Linked DNA regions of Scylla paramamosain: region 2 is linked to region 1. The links are chromatin contacts, called in public Hi-C maps. All regions are on one chromosome and are shown on one strand. Each heading gives the region's core, a stretch centred on a gene start, on an enhancer-like site or on the middle of the called end of the contact. The rest is flanking DNA. Distances are from core to core; before and after follow the strand shown.

What was found. A called contact is a pair of places that touch in the nucleus more often than the background predicts.
Region 2: a Hi-C map of testis shows a contact between it and region 1, with 3 times the contacts expected there. The contact joins the promoter of LOC135102074 here to the enhancer-like site in region 1. A contact is called at or near these places in 2 of 2 Hi-C or Micro-C datasets (muscle and testis).

The regions. Positions count from the first base shown.
Region 1 is chr1:25,253,707-25,260,373 of ASM3559412v1, reverse strand. LOC135102059 (SIN3-HDAC complex-associated factor-like) reads left to right here. Exons shown (of 7, transcript XM_064006749.1): 4 at 5,823-5,976; 5 at 6,126-6,247. Among protein-coding and RNA genes, the nearest start is that of LOC135102050, 12 kb to the right of the region's middle. Within about 2 kb of position 4,848, the one cell type or tissue checked has an H3K27ac peak away from gene starts, as active enhancers do.
Region 2 is chr1:25,335,102-25,341,797 of ASM3559412v1, reverse strand. LOC135102074 (ras-related protein Rab-21-like) reads right to left here and starts at 4,300. Exons shown (of 4, transcript XM_064006774.1): 1 at 4,031-4,300. The coding sequence starts at 4,171. It overlaps LOC135102059 (SIN3-HDAC complex-associated factor-like), which reads left to right and starts at 4,813. Exons shown (of 7, transcript XM_064006749.1): 1 at 4,813-4,869.

The DNA.
Region 1 (6,667 bases), core at 3,599-6,098:
GTCTGAATGACTGCTATAGTAATGATGGCTGGGACAAAATAAAGAAAAGGACAGGCATTTAATTTAAGAAAAGCAAGTCTTCAGTATTTAATGTTTATTATTTCGTCTGGAAAAAATGTATTATGCAAAATTTTGTGTGACTGTTGAATTAGCAAAAGTTTGCTGCATACAGTAAAAGTCATGCCCATCAAAAAAAAAAAAAAAAACATTAAAGTGTAGATACTTTGCTTTATCTGATGAAGGATACCAAACTTGTTTGGTCCTAAATGACCGCATGTCATTGCAGGTTTACATCTCTACCAGTCTGGTTAATGTGTTAAACGTAAGAAGTTACTCACTACTCAGTTTACAAAGATTTATACCTAACTGGTTAGAACCATAATTTATTCCTTTGCGAAGATTATTCCAAAATTCTGTAAATAGAATGAAAATTTTCAATGTAAGCTTTTTATCTTTATGATCACGGGCAAACAGCATCATAAATATGATATGAGGTAATGTCAGAAACTTCCAAGAGCCCTTATAAATACAAGAAAGTATTTTATATAAATTTGGATGTCTGAGATGTATGCTGAATCACCTCATCAAAAATGACACCCCTTTACAAATGCAGCTTCATCTTTGAGGAAGAAGTCACTGGGAGCCAAAATTCAGTAAGATAGATGAAGAAAGGTGATCATGAAGCAGCAGCAGAGGAACTCACACTTAGCAGTAGCTCAGTTGCATTGTCTTCATGGAGCATCCAGTAGGCTTTATGCCACATCACATTTCAGGCCACTCTTGTTGAATGTCTCCCCTCAGACACCTCAAACATTGCATCAGAACTGATGGTCTGTCCACTGAGGACAAGTTTGGAGTGAAGAAACTCATAAAATTTAAAGAAAATAAAAAGCATGCTCTTGGTCACATTATAGACCTGCCCAGCCTTCAGCTTTGCAGCAATGCAGTGTGTGATTAACTCAAATGAACTGCCCGTACAATTTTATGACAAACCAATAGTGACAGGAACATCCCTAATTGATGCCTGATGATCCTTATGAATAAATTAACAAATTGTTGCCATATTTTGTGGAGTTAAATACATAGGAAGTCATTTTGATTTTTTATTGTCTGATGTGCTCTTGAAGTATACTTGGCTTTCAAAACACTTTGTGCTACAACTCCATGCTTCATTGCTTTATATATGCTGAATCATGTCCAGGGTCTGCATTGCATATTTGCCAAATTTGACAGAATTTGATATTCACTGTGTTGTAGTTTCCAGTTCATATATGTACCTGTGTATGTGGTTACAAAAACTCCCATATCACAGCTCATAAAGTTTGCAGAACAATGTCAATCATCCAACAGCTTCATGACCATTACTTCTAGCACACATATTAGCATACTGCAAAAGTTCAGTGTACATACTTTGCTGTGGAACTAGTCTTGGAATGTTTTGATACCATTTTGTATAAACATGGGGATGACCCATTACTGAAGCACACTTCTAACCAAGTCAGCACAAGCTGTACAGCAGTGTGTGCAATGACTTTGTTAAACCAGGTTTATGTATAATTAACAGCTAATTAGCTTCTTATAGCCCCTGGATTAAACAGCTTTGAATTGTCGATTAACATTGGTAAAGTGAGTAATTTTGCATTAAATTTTGGAATGTAATCTATTGACAAAGATGCTTGGTCACTTGATCTTATAAATTTGGTTTTGTACTTTATTAAAAGAAGAGGTTTGGTTATCATTCCAAGGTATAATAATGTATGAAACCATGACAGGTATTTCAAAAAATTTCAAAACATCCATGCTGGCATCTCAAGATTTGCCCTGCTTACCTGTATAGCAAAATAAAATAATAATAATAAAAGTATTACAGTATTGTATTTAATTACTCCAGACCTGAACTAAGTAAACTACATAAGTGCAATCTACTGCCTGTTGTTTCTGAAATACAGTTTATTGCAAAAGCAGTTACTTAAAACATTGAAATACCAGTTCTTAACATACAATAGTAATGATCAGTCCTCAGTTTCATAACTTATTTGTAGTTATGCAGTTTGCTCGGTTTAGGTCTGGCAAAATAAATTGTACTATAGTGTATCAATCCCAACTCGGTACTCCTGGTGTTGGCTGTTCCTGCCTTGCATTGCTGTCACATCCACAGTCAACAGGCACATGACACTATCCTTCTCGTATTCACATTGTAACCCTTTGCCTTAATTATTCCAATGAATGGCTTTTGATTTGATTATTGAACAATGGTGCTTTATATCTTCTGGTACACTTGGCATCATTTGTAAGCCATGCAATGCTGCTACCCATGTGTCCTTGATACATGAATCCCTTGGTGGCTCAGGTCAGGTCAGATCACTCTGGGGTTGAGGTGGCAACAGTATGGACAAGTATAGCCAATACCCTGAGTACCAAGTTAGTCTGGATTCACTATAGTTGTATAATTTGTATTCACTAGCAGGCTTAAGTGGATGCTTTGCCTCCACTTTTGAACCACTGTATCACAAGATTTGTGTTACTGTTGCAGAATGCTAGACTCAGTCTTGTGATGCTGTGCTATTGTGCTTGGCATTCTTAACTGTTACTGTGAAGCAGGTCTTTCCAATTCATTGAAATTAAATGATACATTGTCTGGCTAGCACTGGAAATGTACATATATATGAACTAAAACTGAAGAACAGTGATTATTGAACATAATCTTAAAAGTAGCAGATCTTTGGAAAAATATGACTAATAATACATTGGAAAGTCATGGCAGCTTGGGGTTTTTTTTATGGAGAACTATATCGTACTTTATTTACAAGGTTTGTATATGAAAAGATTTTCATAGATTTTGGTTTGAGCCATATTGCCCATGCATGAGGTTTCATTTGGAAGGCCAAATTTAACAGAGACCCAGGTCTCTGTTAAATTTGTATCGAATATTGTTAAATGACAATGAAATGGCATCAAACAAGAAAACCATACATATAACAAACACACCTCATGCTTGGTTCATTATCTGGAGCTATTGTTGAAATGCTGCTGCTACTTCTGGTAAAATGTATAAGCTTGTCTCCATGGTAGCCAGCTGAATGAAAGCAAATGCATAGGACATTAGTTTACAAATATTAGGGTGATAAGTAGGTATGCAGTAGTACAAACCAGAACCAAATGAAACCCATAAGTAAGATCAGAATGGTGTTTGATAAGTTTATATTATATTCAGAGATTTTCGCTTGTTAAATTCATGTTTTCTATTTCCATGCATATGTTGGTCCTTCACTCAGTACCTATATAGATAGGTCGTGAAAGTGAACTTATTTTTTTAAGAATCAGTCACGACTGATCATATTGCATTGATGAACAAAGAAGCTGTCTTTTGATTGATGATGATTTTTCGATACTGTATTCTACTGTTGTCTGTTGCATCCCGTCTTTGGTCGGGAAGAGCAGTTATGACCTTCACAACTCCCAGAAGCTAAAGATAAATTGTAGTGTCCCACACCTTTCCTCACTTATTTTTTCTTGAAGACACTAATCAAGTTTAATAATTAAAAAAAAATATATTAAAATCTGTAGTGGCACTTGTTCATCATTACAGACAAAATTAATGAAAATCATGGCTCACTGATTCATACCTTACTGGGTAGTGTAGGCAACATGAAAGTTAGAGGGTGGGAGCCACTTAACTACATTTCATTGACTATTTTAATACTCTATTATTATTTTCCATTGTTTTAAACACTTGGAAACTAATTTATGCCAAAACTGGGTGGCACTGTTTGTGCAAGACATTTGCACCCTCAGGTGACAAATTGCTATTGCTATAATCTTCAGATGTTCTGTCAGTTGTTAATAGAAACTGAAAACTTGCACACACCCATATTGTTGTGGTAACTGATCCTAAAGAAATAAGTTCATAAATTAAAGACTGTACAGAGAATAAATAAGATGATACCAAGTTAAGAATGAGAATATGATTACCAAAGTTGGAATATCTGAAGCTTCCACCATTATAGCTTGATTATGGTTATGTTTATACAGAACCTACTAAGGATTAGTAGTGCATTACTATATTGGATCATTTGCATGGAGGCTCCAACCCTACATATCCAGTTACTGAGATTATTCAGAGATTTAAATTTTTTGTCTTTACTAAAACATACTTTCATGAAAACATAGTATCTTATAGTATTACTAATTAATAAACAGTGCTTAGTAATATGTGTGTGTGTGTGTGTGTGTGTGTGTGTGTTAGAAATTATATCCAAGTGTGATGGAGGAAGGTGTAGTTAGAAGGGTAATGCAGCAAGGGTGTGAGGAGGAGGTACTCGTATAAATGTCTTTCATAGCGTGGCTGTGCTGTATTGGATGGTGTGATAATAACATAGGTACTGGTATGTAAGCAAGCATGACGGAATTTCTTCCAATTGTGAGAAAAACATTTCCATCAAGACAAATATATCACAAGAATATAATGATGACATGGCCTTAAGAGTAAGAATCTTTCATACCCTTAAAACCAAGTCATGTACTTTTAGAATTAAATCAGCACAAACTTTTCCCTGTATCTTATTGGTAATGAGAGCACATACACACACATTGTTGCTTAGTCATTCCTACATAGTATGATATTTAATAGCTTGTAATTTCTGTTTGCTTAAATCATGTTTCTCAAGATTCTTTATATAGGATACTGGACTCAGATATTTGTATTATATGTAGAATTAGACTAATTAATATTGTGATCTTTTAATAACTTTTTATTTTTGTGGAAGAGTATGAATATGTATAGAAAAGTAACTGTACAAGTTTACCTGGGTGATAGAACAAGCCCTGTTAGGATGGTGCACAGTGTAGCATACTTGCACACCTATTGGATTATGTAGGAGATGATAGAACAAGCCCTGTTAGGATGGTGCACAGTGTAGCATACTTGCACACCTATTGGATTATGTAGGACATATGTACTTGGCATTATTATCTTTCCTGAGGTTTGGAAGCATTGATGTTGATTATACTTGTGTTTTATTAATTAATTAATTATTATGGAATGTAGAGCAAGGTAAACCTTTTAAGATGAGGATATAAGTGAACACTATTACTAAACTGTATATGTGTTGTGAGTTAAGAATGGAGGGAGTAAGAAAAAAAAGGAATTAAGTGACCAGTAGATTAATTGAATGCAGTTCGATGTAGTAGCCAGTTTTCAGAAGAAAATAATTTATAAGGATATGCAGTGGAGCCATGAAGAATGTTGCCTTGTTAGTCACCTCAACAGTAATTTTAGTGGGATACATAAATGGCATCCATAGCATGGATAGTTACTGCAACACTCAGTTTATTCACTCACCTCTGTTTCATATTGCACAAACACATGTTTACCAGAAAACTACAAAAGAGGGGTGTATGAACAACAAAATTAGACTAGGGCATTTGAGCCATTTGACTTGCAGACATTATTAAAGCCAATTTGACATAATCATTTTGAGTATAATTCTTATATCAAGATGTGATATAGAATTTATTCAGAAATGTTAGAGAGCCTGTATTAAATCCTCAAACAAAGATAAGGAAATACAGCATCTTTATATGTGTGTATTGCATAATATGATGATTTATGAAGGAAGGAGGTAGTCTTACATCTTCACAAATATTTGGGTAATGATAATGATCAAATATATATGTTAGGTATTAAAATCACTGTAATATGTAATAGTTATTGAAGAAAAATATGGATAGGAGATGAGGGTATAATTAAGCACAGAAGAATAATTGGTTTATTTCCACAAAGATCACAGATTATTTATTTTCTGCTTTTTTTATCTCCCCAGCTCACGCTTCACAGACTCAAAGAAGTATGAAGATGACTTTGTGGACTGCTTCAACTTGAAGGAGCGGAGATCTGGGGAGATATGCAATGCCTGTGTCCTCTTAGTGAAGCGTTGGAAGAAGCTGCCCAAGGGAACTGATCGCAACTGGCACCATGTAAGTATAATTAATTTAGTATGCATTGGTTCCATATTTTATTAATGGACAACATATATCTTCTTAGAAGAAAATAATATAAAAGGTATATAAAGTTAGGAGACTGAAATTATAATTGTCCTCATGTTAACATTGTTATATTTTAACAGGTTGTTGATGCAAGGGCTGGGCCTGGTACAAAATCCCTCACAAAATTCAAGAGTAAGAAAATAAAAAAGAACTTAGACAATCCAGATAAACCATTGAAGGAAAAGATAAAGAAGAAGCATAGGTGAGTATGAGGAGAGAGATAATTGTGAATTCTGTTTATTATTTATTGAATGTAATTTTTGTGACCACATTTTCTGTGAAGAATGGTCGTACAAGTTTACATTATAGAGTTTGTTACACCTTTCAATGAGTAAGTTTAAAGTTTATTAATGTACACACCTTAGAAATATTTATGAATATCATAATGGTAAGACAGTATCTAGTGGAGCTGAAAGGGTTTTGGAAAAATATTTTTATAGTAACAAAGATTAATTAGGATAAGCAAAGAGCTAGGAGGATTAAGAGCAGATATGGGACAGAAAAGACATTAATTTACATAATATAAAGAGACAATGCTTTATAATTGGTAATCATTGTTCTGTGGATAAATGTTTGGACTTGGCAGAAAGAGTTTTATCCAAATGCAAAGGTTTTACTAGTC
Region 2 (6,696 bases), core at 3,051-5,550, 82 kb before region 1:
GTGCTAGAACCCCAGGTTAAGAAATGCTGTTTTATGGTGAAAGACAGAGTTGCCAGTGAATGAATCAATGTAGACATTGGGTAAAATCATGAAGAAGAGTCTACAAGGCAAAGGAACTGACAAACAAGTTTGATAAGCTGCCATTAGGTTGCAAAAGCTGACCCATGTAAACATCAAACCTGTCATTCAAGATGCTGACAGAACAATGGCAATGGTGACTGATCTCTCCAATGCTTAGCTGCAATCAATGTTATTCTTCACAGATTTGTTCAGTTTCCAAGTTTCAGTTTCACTATAGATCATGGCTGTAAGTATGCAAGGGTTATAGGCCATTTGTTCTGATCATATAACAGGGACACCTCTCAGGATGTCTGTGCTCACTAAACACTTCTCATCCTACACTAAAACATTTTTATTTAATAGTCACAGTCTTTATCAATTTCCTACACTTTCACCTAATATATAATAAAGCATTTCATTTTCAGTGTTTTGTTTTGTTTTGTGAATTAACACTAAACATGAGTTTTTCTCCTAATCATATATAAACATACCTAAATATATATAATAATTCCTATGGATTCAGCCAATACAATTTTGCTAATGAATAGTGACCAACCTATACCAAAAATGAAATGTACTAGGTACTAACTTTGGAAAGTCATTCAGTTTCCACTAAAAGTATCAAAGCCAAATCAATGTACATATGTACAGCAATGCAGCACCATGTAATGAATATCATAGAAAAGCTGTCTTATAATAGATTTATGTCTACTTACTGCTTCTTACACTGAAGTGAATATTGCTTAAATCTTTTTTTTCTTGTTCTATTCTAGTATCAAAGTAGTAGAAGACCAATGTAATAAAACATCAACTGGAAAGATAGTTGGAAACAATTTGCTACAGTGATAATGGAGGACCACCAACCCGGACCACCAACTTTTATTGTCTTCATATTCATCTTCAGACATATGGCATCTTCTTCAGTCACTCACAATCTTCTCCAAATCAGGCTGTTCCCAACATGTCCAGTTCAGCACATCTTCCAAGAAGCCTCAGAAACTTGCAAAAAAACTTTGCTTTTTCTGAGTGTAAATCTCTCAGGGGACAGAAAAGGAACACAAGTGAGCACAAGGAAAACAGCCACTCATGGGTAGTGATGCAAACCCTCCACATGAAAGCCAGCTGATGTGCAGATATTTTTTACAGAAATATCACATACATGCAGAATTATCTGCATGTAAGTCATTCAAAAATAACAATAAATAAATATACAAAATGAATAAGTAAATAGATAGATGAACAAAATAAATAAAAAATCATGTAGTTTAAGTTCCTTTTTCATAAAATCAGAAGCAATATTTATATCCAATGAGCACAAAACAATCAATCCTTCTAGCAGCATGTGGCATTTTATCAGATCAGACAAGGATCTCTGAATGGCCTCCTTGTCTTTAGCCATGACTTTCGACACATCATCATATTTCAGTAAAATGCCATGATACAGTGTGACTTCATAAACAACATATGTAACATATATTGGCTAAAATACTCTGCAGAATTACTCGTATTTGCAGAGATGCAAAATTAGGACTCATCTGAGAAAGCAACACATGGGACTGAAGGAGTCCTTAACATGACTGTATCTGAGGAGTGAGCACAAGACCTGACTCACCTGTGACCTAGATAGCTGCCTCAGGTGTTGTATATAGCAAGCTTTTCAATGCTTCTTTATTCCAAGTAACAGAAAGTATATCATATATGCATATTATTGAAAGGGATTTGTATAATGAACAGAAATACTTAGGTGTTAAAATCTGCCCTAAAAAGCATGACATTAGTAAAAATAATACTATCCTAAATGTTTAGGAAGTCACTACTGATCACAGCAAGGCATACTTTTCATTCAACATATCTTAAACAGTCCAGTGTTTATTAGTGTGCTTTCATTTTTTGAGTAAAACAATTAATATACAGAAATACCATTCTCTTTGCCTGCTCCTCTGACTCAATCACCAAAAATAAAATAAATAAATAAATAAATAAATAAATAAATAAATAAATAAAAGAGTTGATCTTTAATTTACTGACAATATCACAAGCGGTTACCTATTCACTTCAAAATGCCATGTATTCTAGTGCAATGGGCAGAAGGCTGCAGCAGTCTCTGTGAGCTATGCATCATGAATGAACTATCCAAAAGTTTTTTTTCCTGGCAGCAGGAGACCCTGACTTCTGCCCTGTTTATTAGTAGTCAAATGGGTGGACCTATGGCTAGATTCCAAGTGCTTTGGAAGAGCAAGGAGAATGCCTTTAATTTCTGGCTGAAATCAATTTGTACACTCACTCCCTCACTCATCAGAACACTATTATCTACAATAAATCTGGGAATATCTAAGGATTTTCCATTAATAATAATAAAAAAAAATTTAAAAAATCATGAGAAACATTGTAAAAACTGATTTGTTTGTGAAATTTTTGAAGAATGCAAAATTCATCAAATTTTCCCTACAAAATAGATGTTCTGGAATTTTTGGTCAAGCTTTGTCTCCTGCTTGCCTTCCCTTGTCAGCTCTTGCTCCCATTTTGCTACCACATCATCTGCTTTGCTGCTGTTCCTGTGACTTATGTTCTTATGTGACTTTTGGACTTCACAACCGTCAATCTTCACATCTGCACGACTTCTGGGTTTTTTGGTTGAGGTTTGTCCCCTGCATCACTTTATTAGGCATCAGGCCATGCCTTGTTGGTGTAGCCAAGCAACATACAAGTAGGTATGTATTTTTCAGTTTCATATGTTCCCCATGCTACCATCTGCCCCCTGGGCACCTTGAACCCAGAGTCTGCGGCCGGCCTCTCAGCCTCCGGGCTGATTGGATATGCAGCTGAGCACTCCCTTATACTACCACAGTTTTATTATTAATATATGGTGGCCTTTCTACAGTGTGTTTCCTTGCACTCTTGGGCAGCCTAGACCACTACTACACAAAACATAAGTGAACTAGAACATGAGTTGACTAAGGTTTCTTACATGCAGAGGCATGAGCTACCTTTCTTTGAGCTGATTCTTTTTTTCTAAAAAATGTTTTTATTCATGAAAAACTGTAAACCTGATTTGTTTATTAAATTTATGCCACTTATGAATTTTCTGAAAATGCCAAACTCATGAATTTTTCCTAGGAAATAGATATTCAGGTATTTAAAAGAGCTCTGTTTGACAATTAACTTTAAATAAAAAATTTACCTTCACCTAAAATTTTTATTTTTTTCCAAATCCTAATTAATATTTTCAAATTTAAAAAACTGTCTGTCACACAAGTTAGTGAAAGGAACCTATACAATAAACAGGATAAATATTAATAAAATGAATCTTCTTCACACTCAAGACAGCAATATACATACCAGCATAATATCCAGTTTATGTGTAGTAACTGAACATTCATACCAAGGCACCAGTCAGTTCCACCAAACCAGCCACCAGTCAGCTCCACCTACCAAGGCACCAGTCAGCTCCACCTAACCAGGCACCAGTCAGCTCCACCTACCAAGGCACCAGTCAGCTCCACCTAACCAGGCACCAGTCAGCTCCACCTACCAAGGCACCAGTCAGCTCCACCTAACCAGGCACCAGTCAGCTCCACCTACCAAGGCACCAATTACCTCCACCTAACCAGGCACCAGTCAGCTCCACCTACCAAGGCACCAGTCAGCTCCACCTACCAAGGCACCAGTCAGTTCCACCAAACCAGCCACCAGTCAGCTCCACCTACCAAGGCACCAGTCAGCTCCACCTACCAAGGCACCAGTCAGCTCCACCTACCAAGGCACCAGTCAGCTCCACCTAACCAGGCACCAGTCAGTTCCACCTACCAAGGCACCAGTCAGCTCCACCTACCAAGGTACCAGTCAGCTCCACCTAACCAGGCACTTGTCACGTGATGGCATGGCTTCCGTACCAGCACCTGCAAAGTTATTCTTTTCAATAAATTACAACAAACATAAATAAAATGATAAGGTGGGATTTGATCAGCACCTGTAATGTTGTTATGTGACGATCATTGAACTTGTCCTCGACGTATCTGAGCACCAGGCTGGTCTTGCCCACGCAACCCTCCCCCAGTAGCACGATCTTGAAGTTGTAGCTTCGTGACCCGCCAGCTGTCGCCACCGACATGGTGTATTAACTGTTTATGGACACGGTAAATAAGTAACTTAGATTCAGAGGTGAGTCGGAGAATAAATATTGTATAAAGAACCCCTCCTCCTCCTTTTTCCTATCACTGTAAACAAAGTCTCGTGACGTCACGATGGTCAAATGAAAGTCTACTAAAAGTGCCACATTGAAAGCTACATAAAGGACTCGACAACACCACAAAGGATGTTTTGTGTAACCTCTCATGGATGACTAATTAACGGATAATTTTATCTTTGGAATGACAACTATGAGAAAACAGTAAACATTTATTTTCCCAACGATGCATTACATAAAACTACATGGGATTTCGAAGTCGTTTGTAAAATTTATTTATTTTGACTATTTTCAAATAGAATCAATATTAATCCTTGAAAATTACGGTGAATCCTACATTTTTCAGTAACTTGCACGATGCGTCCATCAAATTTGGCAACACTGTAGCAATGACGAAATCACAAGTTGAAGTTTTGTTCATTGTATTCAAATGGTTATATGACAAATTAGATAAATTACCTGTATCAATGCTTAAATTTGTTTCGATGTGGCTCCCACGAGGGAAATGGAAAATGTTATATAATTCAAATAGCAGCACCTATAGTTAAAATGTAGCGAGAGGCGTGTGGGTGCGCAGCCTTCCTGCGCATCGATCCGGGAGCGCCGCTGACAGGACCAGTGTGGTAAGAGAAATTCTACATTTTTGTATTAAAGTGCTGTTAATCAACTTGTATCATGTTGTTTAATGCAGGTAATTGTTACATGAAGGCAGTGGCACTAAGTGTGTAGTACTGTCAGTAGTTGTAAGGGCGAGGGAAGACTGCAATGAGACAGGTTAGTGGTGTCCTTGTGGCCACGCTCCTTCCTCCACACCAGCAGTAATCTTTTCAAACTGCCGTCACCAGCAAACCACATACAGCCTGACAACTTGATACTGTCTTGCCATTCCGGGAGGCGGCTCTGAAATGTTTGTATGTCAGCAGAGTGGCGTGCTTGTCTGTGTAGTTTGGCGGACGTGACAAAGGATAAAATATGCCGTGTGTGTCCAGTTTTGAATGACCTCGCTTCCTTCCCTTCCCACGCCAGACCACGTTAGGACCAGATTTATCATTCCCTGTCCCTATGTATGCTATGATTGTCGGTCTGTGCTAATGTTTGAGGTATAGTAGAAGGCTGTGGTGATGTCGGCCAGGCGTATAGCCCTGGCGTAACCTTTTTGGGCTCGCTCCACCTTCCTAACGAGATATTTATGGCAGCCTCGCCGCGGACAGGTGTTGCAAATTGTTGCTCCTCGCCTTTCATGATAACTGCGTCAGCGTTTGGCGTGGTTGCAGTTAGTGTTCGGTCAGAAATTAATAGTATTTCAAACAATTGTAAGGGATTTGCGAGAGAGCAAACTGAGGGAGGGGGAGTTTCTTAATGGTGGGCGTCAGTCTGGCTTTGGTGTACGTCATCAAGTGGTAGGATGTCAGGACGGCGTAGGCATGATGCGGTGCGAGACTTAAAGGGCGTCATGGCCGCAACTGTCAGCACCCCACAACGCAGGGTAGTGTTAGGCCCCGTCATTGGTGCCATTGACACACTTGTTAACTCCTTTCACTGCAAAGTCACAGGAGAGCTTGGGCTGGAATGAGGCTGGCCTGGTTTCGTGATGACATGCTCTTCAGGGCTTGAAGTTATTCTCCTCATAACGTTTTCCTCATCTGGACGGTCTAAGATATCCTAATGAACCATATTAGAAAGAAATGGTATGTGTATTACATGTCATAAAAGTGTAAGCACTTACTCAGACATGTGGAACAAGGATGGATCAGAATATGTTGAATATGTTTGTTGGCCATACCAAAACAGTCCTGTAAAATGTTGTAATGAATGTTTAAAGCAAGCTTAACATGCAAATATTGGAAACATTTACCAGATGAATCTCCTATAGTTGGTTGGAAATGGGCTGAACTGTTTGGAGCAAAAGTGAGGCATTGTTGGTTGATCAGTAATGAACTTTTTATAATTGATCTTTTGGTGTCATAATGGTAAACCTTTGCATTCTGTAAAGATCAGCCTATATCACTTGATGATACATCACTTCACTTATCAGTTCTTCCAAGAATTGGTAGATTATGATTCTTACATTACTTTAGTGATTGTGGCTGACATAGGTTGCTAGTGATTCCTTATTGGCGGTGTCCTCCAAATCATATTACACATCAGGTTCTCCCAATACCTTTGGAATCTTGATTGTCATGCATATTGATAAGAATGCATTGTCTTCTCTTAATCATGGCTTTGTTCAAAGGTGTTGGATTGACAGGGAACCAGACACAAGGAGGAGGGTAGGAGTGTGAGGTTTTCATAAAGTTTAGGAAGATGCCTATCACTGAACCACAGTGACATCATTAAGATTAGTTAGCAGTTTAAATTCTTCTTAATCAGTGGATGATACTTTCCTGAATATATATATATATTTATATATATATATATATATATATATATATATATATATATATATATAT